2 separate regions of the Neogale vison genome follow, and region 1 is linked to region 2. Evidence: chromatin contacts called from public Hi-C data. All regions are on one chromosome and are shown on one strand. The core of a region is the stretch at or near the end of the contact, and the rest is flanking DNA. Distances in the headings are between cores, read along the strand shown. Region 1 holds the start of SNX18 (sorting nexin-18). Region 2 holds the start of LOC122893270 (chondroitin sulfate proteoglycan 4-like).

Evidence for each region. Hi-C and Micro-C count contacts between places; a contact is called where the count stands out from the background.
Region 1: a Hi-C map of muscle shows a contact between it and region 2, with 9 times the contacts expected there. The contact joins the promoter of SNX18 here to the promoter of LOC122893270 in region 2. A contact is called at or near these places in 2 of 3 Hi-C or Micro-C datasets (fibroblasts and muscle).

What each region holds. Positions count from the first base shown.
Region 1 is chr1:277,238,522-277,244,995 of ASM_NN_V1, reverse strand. It overlaps SNX18 (sorting nexin-18), which reads left to right and starts at 4,972. Exons shown (of 2, transcript XM_044231932.1): 1 at 4,972-6,474. The coding sequence starts at 5,070. It overlaps LOC122894311 (a long non-coding RNA gene), which reads right to left and starts at 4,704. Exons shown (of 6, transcript XR_006381769.1): 1 at 4,392-4,704.
Region 2 is chr1:276,960,114-276,965,755 of ASM_NN_V1, reverse strand. It overlaps LOC122893270 (chondroitin sulfate proteoglycan 4-like), which reads right to left and starts at 1,655. Exons shown (of 10, transcript XM_044230211.1): 1 at 1,530-1,655; 2 at 38-208. The coding sequence starts at 1,655.

The sequences.
Region 1 (6,474 bases), core at 3,723-6,222, 280 kb before region 2:
ATGAAGAAGACCAGGAAATAAAAGGTATACAGATTAGGAGGAAATAAAACTGTCTTTGTTTGCAGATGACATGATTGTCTATGTAGAAAACCCAAGAGAATCAACTAAACCCTTCTCCCCACCCCTAGAGCTCAAAAGTGATTATAGCAAGATAGCAGGATGCACAGTTAATATGCAAAATCCAATTGTTTTCCTACACATACTAACAATGAACAAGTGAAATTGAAATTGAAAACATGATTCCATGTACCTTAGTACCCTCTGGAAATGAAATACTTAGGTATAAATCTGACAACATATGTACAAGATCTCTATGAGGAGAAATAAAACTCTGTTGAAAGAAATTAAATAACTAAGTAAAAGGATATTCCATGTTCTTGGATAGGAATACTCAAGATGTCAGCTGTTTCCAACTTGATCTGTAGATTCCATGTAATCCTAATCAAAATCTCAGCATTGAGATGCCTGGGTGGCTCAGCTGGTTAAGCAATTGCCTTTGGCTTAAGTCGTGACCCCAGGGTCCTGGGATTGAGTCCTGCAATGGGCGCCTTGCTCAGCAGGGAGCCTGCTTCTCCCTCTGCCTGCCAATCTCACTGTTTGTGTTCTCTCTCTCTCTCTCTGACAAATAAATAAAATATTTTTAAAAACTTTAAAAAATCCCAGCTTTATCTTCTAGATCAACACTCCTTATAAAGTTTACATGGAGAGGCAGAAGACTGAATCGCCAAGACAATACTAAAGTAGAAGACCAAAGAGGACTGACACTACTTTAAGTCTTCCTCTAGGGCTGTAGTAAGCAGACAGTGTGGTATTGGTGAAAGAATAGACAGACAGATCAATGGGACAGAATAGAGAGCTCAGAAACAGTTTTATATAAATATAGTCAACTGATCTTTGGCAAAGGAGCAAAGACAACACAAAGAGGCACAGATAGTCTTTTTGACAACTGGTGCCAGAGCAGATGGACATCTGCATGGAAAAAGAAATAAACCTAGACACAGAACTTACACCTCCCACAAAAATAAATTAAAATGGATCAGAGACCTCAATATGGAATGCAGATTATAAAACTCATAGAAGATAACATAAGAGAAAATCCATATGACCTTGGGCATGGCAATGACTTTTTAGACATAACTCCAAAGGCGGGATCCATGAAAGAAATAATTGATAAGCTGGACTTCATTAAAATTAAAAACTTCTGCTTCGTGAAAGACAATACCAAGAGTATGAGAAGACACAAGTCACAGACTGAGAGCAATATTTGCAAAAGATACATGTGATAAAAGATTTATTTCCAATATACAGAAAAATTCTTAAGCACTCAACAATAAGGTAACAACTCTTATGGGCCAAAGATCTTAACAGACTACGTTTCTGCAGAAGATATATGGATAGCAAATCAGCACATGAAAAAATGCTCTACATCATATGTCATCAGGGAAATGCAGATTAAAACAATAAGATACCACTATACACTTACCAGAATGGCCAAAACCCAGAACACTGACAATACCAAATGCTAACAAGGATGTGGAGTAAAAGGAATTCTCATTCATGCTGATGGTAATGTAAAGTGGTAGAGTCGTTTTGGAAGTTGGCAGTTTCTTACAAAACTAAATATACCCTCACCATACAATCCAGTAATCCTACTCCTTGGCATTTACCCAAAGGAGTTTAAAACTTACATCCAGGCAAAAACCTGCAGAGGGATGTTTATAGCAGCTTTATTCATAGTTGCCAAAATCTAGAAGCAACTGAGATATCATTCAGGTAGGTAAGTAATAAATAAATTGTGACCCATACAGACAACAGAATATTGTTATGGCTGAGAAGAAATGAGTTATCAAGCTATAAAGAGACATGGAGGAAGGTTAAAGGCTATATACTGTACGATTCCAACTGTATGACACTCTGGAAGAGGCAAAACTATGTAGACAGTAGAAAAGATCAGTGTTTGCCAGGGGTTAGGAGGGAAGAAGAGATGAAAAGGCAGAGAACAGATGATTTTTAGGGTAGTGAAACTAATTTGTATAATATTACAATGATAGATGCAGATACATGTCATTATTCATATGTCCAAATCTATAGAAGGTACAACACTAAGAATCCTTATATCAATTACGGACTTTGAGCAATAACTATGTGCTAGTGCAGGTTAAGCAACAGTAACCAATGCATCACTCTGACTGGAAATGTTGATGGTGGGGAGGAGACGATGAAATGGGTATATGGAAAATCTCTTGTACCTTCTGCTCAATTTTGCCATGAACCTAAAACTTCTCTAAAAAAATAAAGTCTATTAAAAAAATCCGAGGCACAAATGTGTTTGGCTTGTTCCAGAAATAGCAAAGAAACCACTGTGGTTTCACTCTAGTGGAAGAAAGGAATGGAAAGAGAGGCAGGGGCCAGGCCACATAAGACCGCTCAGGCCAAAGGAAGAAGTGTGAAAATATGGGTGTGTAGAGCCATTTAGTGTCCCCTAATGACGTGTTTTTATGAAGATGTAATGAAATAGAAAATAGAAATAGTTGATGGTTATAACGATTATGTAACTTATGAATAATATGCTCTGTTTTCAAGAGAAATCTTTTTTTTTTTTTTGAGATTTTATTTATTTGACAGTGAGAGAGGGAACACAAGTAGGGGGAGTGGGGTAGGAAGAGGGAGAAGCAGGCTTCCTGCTGAGCGAGGAGCCGGATGCGGGGCTCCATCCCATGACTCTGGTTTACAACTAAGCCCCCCAGGCGCCCCACTAGAGAAATCTTTTAAAAACGTGTTACTCTCTATGTCCCTGAGCGAACAGTTACAAATTTCTAATGCTTGGGCACATTTTTTAAAATATCTAAGACCCTAAGGGGCATTTCCAGCCACTCAGGTGCCACACAGCCAGGCACCATAGACAGCCTGTCCCTGTCCGTCACCAAACCTGATGACTGGCCTCCCATCAGACTCCTACAAACTGAACACTTGCATGGGCATTAGTACTGCAAACAACCTCTGACATCCAGTAACTCCTCAACCACTGTTTCCAAGGAGCAGCCCAACCTGTCTGTAAAAGACATCACCTCAAATTCCTGGAATTTTCATACATGAAATAGATTTTCAGTCTCTCTGTTTCAAAACCTGAAGCATTGCACGTTTCATGTTAATTAACTCTTTAATCTAAAAAAGTAGCTACCAGATGAATAGTAAGGGTGAAATTCAAAGCATTTATCCTAAATATTCTAGATTAGCTTCTCATAATTAATAAATAATATATATATAAATATATATACTATATGTATAAAACAATAAATAAAATCAATTATATTTTCGGTGTTTCATAAATGTTGACTTCATGTTTCTGACCACATAAGCTGTTGACATTGAAATTCAGTGATCTCTGTTGCTTACTGTTAAGAAGGATCGTAACCCAGAATTTTCAGCTAAAAATGCTGTAATTCAGAATTTGCTTACAGAGTTGAATTAAGGTTTTTGTATTAGGGATAAACACTGTAGGAGTAATTCTGGTATACTAGGTTGGTGGTTTTGTGCAAGATGCTTAGAATACCACAGCCCTTCCTTAGAATAATTGTAAACTCTTCTGGCCTGTTTCCCAGATTTGCTTGAAAAGGGTCATAGGACAGGCTGAAATTAATGGCATATGAATTGTGAATCCCAATTAGAGGTGTCTTCAAAGGAATAATTAGGCTAGACTTAATAATTATGAGAAGAAAACGCTTCGGGCAAATTACACAGAGAAAGAAAAGATGTGAAACAAGGCGACTTTGGAGATTGGAGTTGATTAATAATTCAGGAAGTGATTTTTAAAAATCTACTTATCTTAAAGATAATATAAATTGAGTGAGACAAAGATGAATGGAGAGAGATGGTCACTGATCTCAGATTAGGAGTCAGGTGTGAACACGGGGGTCCCTTCGGTTGCATATGCTCTGGGACTGTGATTTTAGGATCTCTATTCTGTTTACGAAGGAGGACAGGGTTTTTGCCTTCCCAAATAACAGTAACATGAGCAAGAGCGGCAGCAAACACCTGAACTGTACTCCCCATTGTAGAGTATCTGCCGCGTATTAACCTCTCCCTTTCATTTTCCTCATCTATAAATTAGGGACTACATGATTATCGAATCCCATAACCACCCCAGGAGGGAGGTACAGGTGACTTGCTCAAGGTCATAACCTAGGTGGTGTCAGAAGGCAGACTCGGACCCAACAGCCTGACTCCGAACTGAAAGCTCTGCGCTACTTGGTCTCGGGGAGGAGACGGGACACACTCAAAATGCCAGCTCCCCGTGCCCACTTCTATTACTGTAAACTCTCCGACACCGACACCTCCTCCCACCCTCTTCCCTTAGCCTCTTAATTTGTCAAGCACAACACCTTCCTTACTTTGCTCGAGTCATCTTCCTCCCCTTCTTGCCAGAAGGTTCCAGCGGGTGGAAAATGGAAAGGCGCGGACAGCGCCGGGCACAGGCATCTTGTTTTTCTTCTTGGTGCGGTCGCTAATCGCCACTGAAAATCCTTCATGAGATGTGTGGCTGGAATTATTCTAGAAGCACTCACTGAGCGCTCAGAGTTTGTCAGGAATGCAACTATTAATTTACTTTCTAGGACACGTTTTTTTCATCTAAAAGCCCAAACAATTTCCCACACGAGGTTTCTGAGTGGAAACCTTCACGGGGCGCCTGACCGTGCGGCGCCGGCCTGGAGGGGGCAGTGGCGGCCGCGGAGTGGACCCTGCGGGCGGGTGCGGCGGCTCGGCCATCGCTTGCTCTCGCCTGGCGCGCGGCTCTCGGCCGTGGATTAGCGCAGCTGGGTACGTGGGAGGCCGCGGGCCCCGCCCCCAGCCGGCGGCGGCGGCGGCGGCGGCGGCGGCCCAGCGAGGCAGTCGGCGCTGCGAGCTGAGCGGCGCGGAGGGCGCGACCGGCGGGCCGGGGCGCGGGGCTGCGCGCTGTCTTTTGGGCTTCGTTCCGCGCGCCGGGACGTGGGCGACACCGCGGACCCCTCGGGCGGGCCCCGGGCTCGCGGCGTAGGGAGTCGGGGGCCGCCCGCCGGGGCCCCGGGACCATGGCGCTGCGCGCCCGGGCGCTGTACGACTTTAGGTCGGAGAACCCGGGTGAGATCTCGCTGCGGGAGCACGAGGTGCTGAGCCTGTGCAGCGAACAGGACATCGAGGGCTGGCTCGAGGGGGTCAACAGCCGCGGCGACCGTGGCCTCTTCCCGGCCTCGTACGTGCAGGTGATCCGCGCCCCGGAGCCCGGCCCGGCGGGCGACGGCGGCCCGGGAGCCCCGGCTCGCTACGCCAACGTCCCGCCTGGCGGCTTCGATCCCCTGCCCGCCGCGCCACCCGCCTCCTTCAAGCCGCCGCCCGACGCCTTCCAGCCGCTGCTGCAACCGCAGCAGGCGCCGCCGCCGAGCACCTTCCAGCCGCCGGCCGCGGGCTACCCGTACGGCGGGGGCGCCCTGCAGCCGTCGCCTCAGCAGCTGTACGGCGGTGGCTACCAGGCCAGCCAGGGCAGCGACGATGACTGGGACGACGAGTGGGACGACAGCTCCACGGTGGCCGACGAGCCGGGCGCGCTGGGCAGCAGCGCGTACCCGGACCTCGACGGCTCATCGTCCGCGGGCGGCGCGGCCAGCCGCTACCGTCTGTCCACGCGCTCCGACCTGTCGCTGGGGTCCCGCGGCGGCTCTGCGCCCCCGCAGCACCATCCGTCGGGGGCCAAGAGCTCGGCCACTGTAAGCCGTAACCTCAACCGCTTCTCCACCTTCGTCAAGTCAGGCGGCGAGGCCTTCGTGCTGGGCGAAGCGTCTGGCTTCGTGAAGGATGGGGACAAGCTGTGTGTGGTGCTGGGGCCCTACGGTCCCGAATGGCAGGAGAACCCTTACCCCTTCCAGTGCACCATCGACGATCCCACCAAACAGACCAAGTTCAAGGGCATGAAGAGCTACATTTCCTACAAACTGGTCCCCACGCACACGCAGGTGCCGGTACACCGGCGCTACAAGCACTTCGACTGGCTGTACGCGCGCCTGGCCGAGAAGTTCCCCGTCATCTCGGTGCCGCACCTGCCCGAGAAGCAGGCCACCGGCCGCTTCGAGGAGGACTTCATCTCCAAGCGCAGGAAGGGCCTGATCTGGTGGATGAACCACATGGCCAGCCACCCGGTGCTGGCGCAGTGCGACGTTTTCCAGCACTTTCTGACCTGTCCCAGCAGCACGGACGAGAAGGCCTGGAAACAGGGCAAGCGGAAGGCCGAGAAAGACGAGATGGTGGGCGCCAACTTCTTCCTGACTCTGAGCACGCCCCCCGCCGCCGCCCTCGACCTGCAGGAGGTGGAGAGCAAGATTGACGGCTTCAAGTGCTTCACCAAGAAGATGGACGACAGCGCGCTGCAGCTCAACCACACGGCCAACGAGTTCGCGCGCAAGCAGGTGACAGGCTTCAAGAAGGAGTATCAGAAGGTGGGCC
Region 2 (5,642 bases), core at 406-2,905:
AAACTCACACATTTTTAAAGATTTAAGAAAATCTTACCCGTAAGTTTCCTGATAGAAGTTCTATTATACAGTAATCATTTTTCCCAGCTGCAAGGAAAAGTAATCCCTGTGGTTTGCTGGTTTGAAATTTTAATTGAAGAGATAACTCAGGCAAAACTTCGATGATGTTGAGCTCCACATAGCTTTCACCATAAAAAGATGCTAGGGGAAAAATTCAATAAGGAGTATAAATGAGTAAATTCATTACACAATGACAATTCCACTTTAGAGTGTCTTCTCCCTTCAGGGACTGACCCTGCTGAGGAAAGTGGCCCTGCCCAAGGCCACGGCCAGTTCCTGGGGTAGCTCACAGTTCCAATGTGGGGGTACAAAGGTTCAGTGTTCTCTTGCCCCAACTCAAAACAGCTCTTATGGGTCAGTCTCTCTTCAGAACTCTCAAGAAGGGTGGTCAAAGCTTCTGTTGAAACTGAATTGCAAGTCTACTTCTCCAGGTACCCAATCCTGCTTCCTTCCCTGTCACAGGAATAATCCAACACCAGTGGTGGTGAACTGGTGTAAGAGAAGGGACCACATTATTCAGCTATAAAAGATCAAGCCATGAAAGATACAGGGCAAATAGTAGCTATGAAGACTATGAAATTGGCTGTCTATTGCTAAATTTGAATAAAGCTTTGGAAAGAGAGAAGGAAAAGCTAGGAGAGATCTGCTGACAGTGTGAAAGCAAGAGTGCTTCCGTGGTACATATAGAGTCCCCTTTTCCTACAGCAGGAGACCAGTGGAAGGTAAGCTCCAACAAAGCTAAGATCCTGGCTGGGAAAGAACAGAACCTTGACATAAGGAAGTGGAGACATCTGGGTTGATGTATTCAAATACCTTGGGTCCCTGGTTCTCTCTGGACCCTCTTAGCCTACAGAAGTGGCCTATTTCCCTATTAAAATTGGCGTGCCCTTGGCTGGAAAAGGATGCAGAGGCTTCTCTCCCCACAAGCAGCACTTGACCTCTGAAGATATACCCCCATCTCTCCTCCTTGCCACTCGATCAAAAACAAAGGTTAAGTCACAACATGACCTGTGTGGGGACATGTTGGGCTTGATAGGGGTGGAAAAGGACTAGACCCTAACATAGCTGAGGACCTCTTCAGGTGTATTCTACTCCTGGTAGCTTCCAGAACACACATACGACTGAGGGTGCCTGATCACGGGGGCAGAACGTGAAGCTGGATAAGGAAGAATTTAGATTTGGGGGAATTCTCCAAAGGTATTGGATGTAACACCCTGGCAAAGACTACCAGAAACGGTGTGAACTCACTGCTAAAGTGGCTCCTAGATGCATAGAAAATGCGAGACATTTTCTGTCTCACACTGTGAGACAGACACGACAGAATTACCATGACAGATGGATGAGAGAGATGAAATTGGTTCTTCCGGGATTGAGCATAAATAAGACCAGAAGGCACAAGTGAGCGCACAAGATGGCAGCCCAGAGCTCCATCATCACCCTTCTCGCGCCAGCACCTTTCCTCTGCTCACGCATATGGCTGCATGGGCGAATCCGTGGTGCCAGCTGATGGAGAAACAGAACACCTGAGCACGGTTCACGGATGAATCAGCATCATCCAACGGGAGCCTGATGAGAACAGCCGCCAACTGCACCATAGCTCCCCTTAGCGGTGACCATGAAAAACAGCAGCAGGAAAAAAACGCTCCAAGTGGGTAGAACTTTGGGTAGAATACCTAATCATCCACTTTACACACAGAGAGAAGTGGACCGAGGTTCAGATAAAAAAAAAAAACAAACAAACACTGGTCGAGAGTGGCAAGAGGCCTGAACAGATCGTCAAGAGCCCAGGATGCAAAAGACGGAAAAAGTAGGAACAAGGAGGTCTGGGATTGACGCGGGTCACCTTTGCCCCCCATAGGTTGGCACAGCAGGAGGCCATGGTGCCAGGGAGGGAGACCCAGTAGTCTGGGCTCCCTCTTACTGAGGCTTTCCTAGCTACTGCTACTGCTGAATGCCCAACAGGCCTCCAACAGAGTCCAACACCCATCCCCAGTATGTTACTGTTCCTTGAAGGGAGACCAACTGTCCACTCGGTGTTGAGCTGACTTCAGTGAAACCCTTTCTTTTTTAGACTGGCCAGTGATTCATTTCAAAAAATAAAATATCCACATATTCTGGGTATCTATGTGCCTTTCTTGCCTCAGATAGCACCATTACATGAAGAGCTCATGGAGTGTTTAATCCACTAACAGGGGAAGCCAAATAACATCACATTAATCAAAGACATGTCCTTTACTCCAAGGAAGGTGTGGTAATGGGCCCAAGATCATAGGATCCACTGGTCCCATCATCTATTACACGACTGAGGCTGAGGCCCTGAAAGAACACTGGAACAATCTGATGAAGGTATAGCTGAATCACCAGCGCAGAAGTGAGACTCTAGTGGAGTGAGGATCTGTCCTCCAAGACTTGAAGTGAAAGATATTTACATGGTCTTTAAAGATCTTTAAACACCTCCTGCTATATCTCCAGGAGATATAATATATGGGTCTGAGAACAAATGTCGGTCCCTAAGAACAGTCCTGGATAAGGCTCCTGCATGATTATCTCCATCTCAGATTCTGCTTCCCGAGGAACCCAGTCTTCAATGTCTGCTTCTCTGTTCCTACAACACTCTGCGTATTCCTTTATTCCAGCATTCACCATGTGGTACTGAAATTCCTTGCTTATTCATCGATCTTCTGGAATAGTCCATGAGTTTCCTGTGATCAGGGGCCAACTCTCTGTTTATCTTCGCCTCTCTAATACCTAGAACAGTGCCTGGTCACAGTTGGCATAACAGGTTCTGTTGATAGCCCACTGAGATCCCTTTTAACAAACTGATATAGCCATCCTCCCGCTGTTTCACTGGGTTATCCAGAAATTTCAGTGAAATTATAGCCCCTGCCCTAAAGGGGGACCTAATGACTGACTGAAACAGATGCATAAAATATGTAGAGCTCTGTGCTGCCATTCATATCCTAGAGCTCTCTCTGGGATCAGGCCAAGATTAGGTCAGTTAAACCCAGATCTTTGCTTGGTTTCTTCTCCTGCCCAATCTTCCTTCCTTCCTTCCTTCCTTCCTTCCTTCCTTCCTTCCTTCCTTCCATCTCTCTCCTGGCAACCTCACTCAGCATTTTACTTTCACAAGAATCCCTGCCTGTGCGGCTTTCTTTTGGGAACCCAATCTAAGATAGGTAGCAAGCAAGCATTTAATGAACCAAACTACACTAACCTAAGAGACCTTCATTTTATAGTTGAGTAAACTCGGGCCTAGAAAAGCTTAGGGACGTACGTAGAGTCAACAGGTAGTTCAAAACAGAGCTAACACCCAAACCCTGCATTCCCCACCTCACATCCCCTGTTTTCACTAAGATAGAAGCTGATAGAGAGATGACTACGATCTCTGCAAACTTTCTCAGGTAGGTATAAAAACACTTTTCTAGTTAAAAAACAGCCATTAATAATTAAATTCAAGAAAACAAGAATGCAGCAATGAAGTAAAAAAGATGAAACAGGCATTTATAAGCCCACTAGCTCTCCTACCTAGTGTATATGGTCCTGGCCTCCTGGTTACTGAATCCCCTCACTCTGATTTTTGACCGACTTAGAGGCTGTATTGTTAAGCTCTCAAAACCAGGAAATATTTTCTAAATAATAAAATCTACTGCTGAGAATGACTAAGTAATATTATATTTTCCCACAGTTCACCTTCCTGGCACTAAATCAATTCCAGGATCAGCTGGTGGCTAGAAATTTCCATTGCCTCAGGGGAAAATCAAGGAAGCAGGTTTAAAACTTCCAGTCTGACAGCCTGAAGCCAGTTGCGTCCTCACAGATCTCCGAATGGATCTCAAATTTTATGGCTTCTAGTAAGTGCCTCAATATAACAATAAGAAGGCAATTGAAACACAAGAAAAACTGGGTCCCAGAAGAAGAAAAGGAAAAGGTGTGATTTCAGAATTATATGGGTAGGGCAAGTCAAGGTGAACAAAAATCAGAACAACTTCCTGGTTTTATGTGCTTATGTAAAAGGTGACAGGGCTGAATGGAAGCCAAAGTTTGGCAGTAAGGTGGGTAAAAGACTTTCCAGGGAAAAGTAAACATTTCTATTTCTCTATCATTTCTCCTGGGGTGTGCGGTGGGGAGGAGGAGTAGGTATTTGATTCATTTTATTTACCTTAGAAATAGTTACCATTTTTGCCCCCCAAACTACAATTTCCTGTTTTTGTTTGTTGGATTCCAGTTTTGCTTCTTTGGGAAGCAAGGAAGCTTTGGGAATACTCTGGTTTACTATTTCTTGAGCACCTACTGTGTGGCAAGTACTATCGGGAGTTGGAGGCAGGAAGTTACTGAGACTAAGGGGGTTTGTGGGCTCTCCGAAGAGAAAGCTGCTCGGAAAGAAGAGTATATCCAATCCAGGCGATATTAATTGGGCAGTTGGTACAACAGCGGCTTGTTTGGGGCCCTGCTGGGGTAAGAAGGAAGGAGTCCTGTGCCTAGGAAGTGTCTCTCCCTAACAGATTAAGTGGCCCATCTGACACGTACTTCCGCTGTCCACAAATATAGCAAATAAACCACAAACATGGGGACTGAAAGGTGAATGACATAGACTGCCAATCAAGCAATTAGAGTGCCTGGGAAATGGAGAGCACAGCAGAGGCTCTTAGCCTAGCCCAGGAGGTGGATGGACTGAGGTGTTTCCAGCAGCAAGACAATGGCTTCCAGAAATACCTAGCGAGGGACAGATGTGAGCAAGTGGAGATAAATGAGGGGAGAGAAAGAGAAAGAGAAAGAGAAAGAGAAAGAGAAAGAGAAAGAGACGAGGGACTGTAAAGATCCAAAGGTCCAGTCTGGCTGAGCACTGTGTGGCGGGGGAGGGGACCCGGCGGGGGACAGCCAGGGTGAGTGCTGCAAAGTTGAGGGCGGGGTGGGGGCAAATGGTGGGACTAGGAAAGGCCTTCCCTGAACTGTCAGTTTAAACTGGTGACTCCTTTCAAGGCCCTTATCATAAGCTCTAGTTACCTTCTTTATTTGCTTCCTGGGTTATTACCAACTCCAATCCCACACCATCCCAAACAGAATGTGAGGTTTTGAGGGCAGAAGGCTTGGCTAGTCTTCATCACTGCTCAGTCCAAGGTGACTGTAGGAGTGTCCAGCATACCGGAGGCACACCATAATGGCAACTTTGGAAGCCAAGGGAAGGGTTCAACTCAGCTCAAAGAGAGCCATAAAAGGATCAAATAGGGAAATGCCGTGCCCAGATTGCAATTTAGATGACTCTGGCTGAAGTGCAGAAAATGGGCTCAAAGGCATGGTAGGGAGTAGGGAAGCAGGCAGGGGGAGAAGCAGGCGGGTTCAAGAGATATTTTAAAAGCTGGACTGTCTAGGAGGGAAGGGAAGAGGTCAGGGGGCAATCTAGATGATTTTCCGAATTTCTGGCTGGGTATCCACCTACTGAGAGACAAGTTTCGGTTTTGTTTTTCTTTGTTTTGTTGGCACATATATGATGAGAAATTTTCAGTTACTTGGGGAGTAAACGGCTTACTGACCAACCGGATTCTCCACTGGCAGGGACCCACGAATGGGGTGAGGTCACCTTA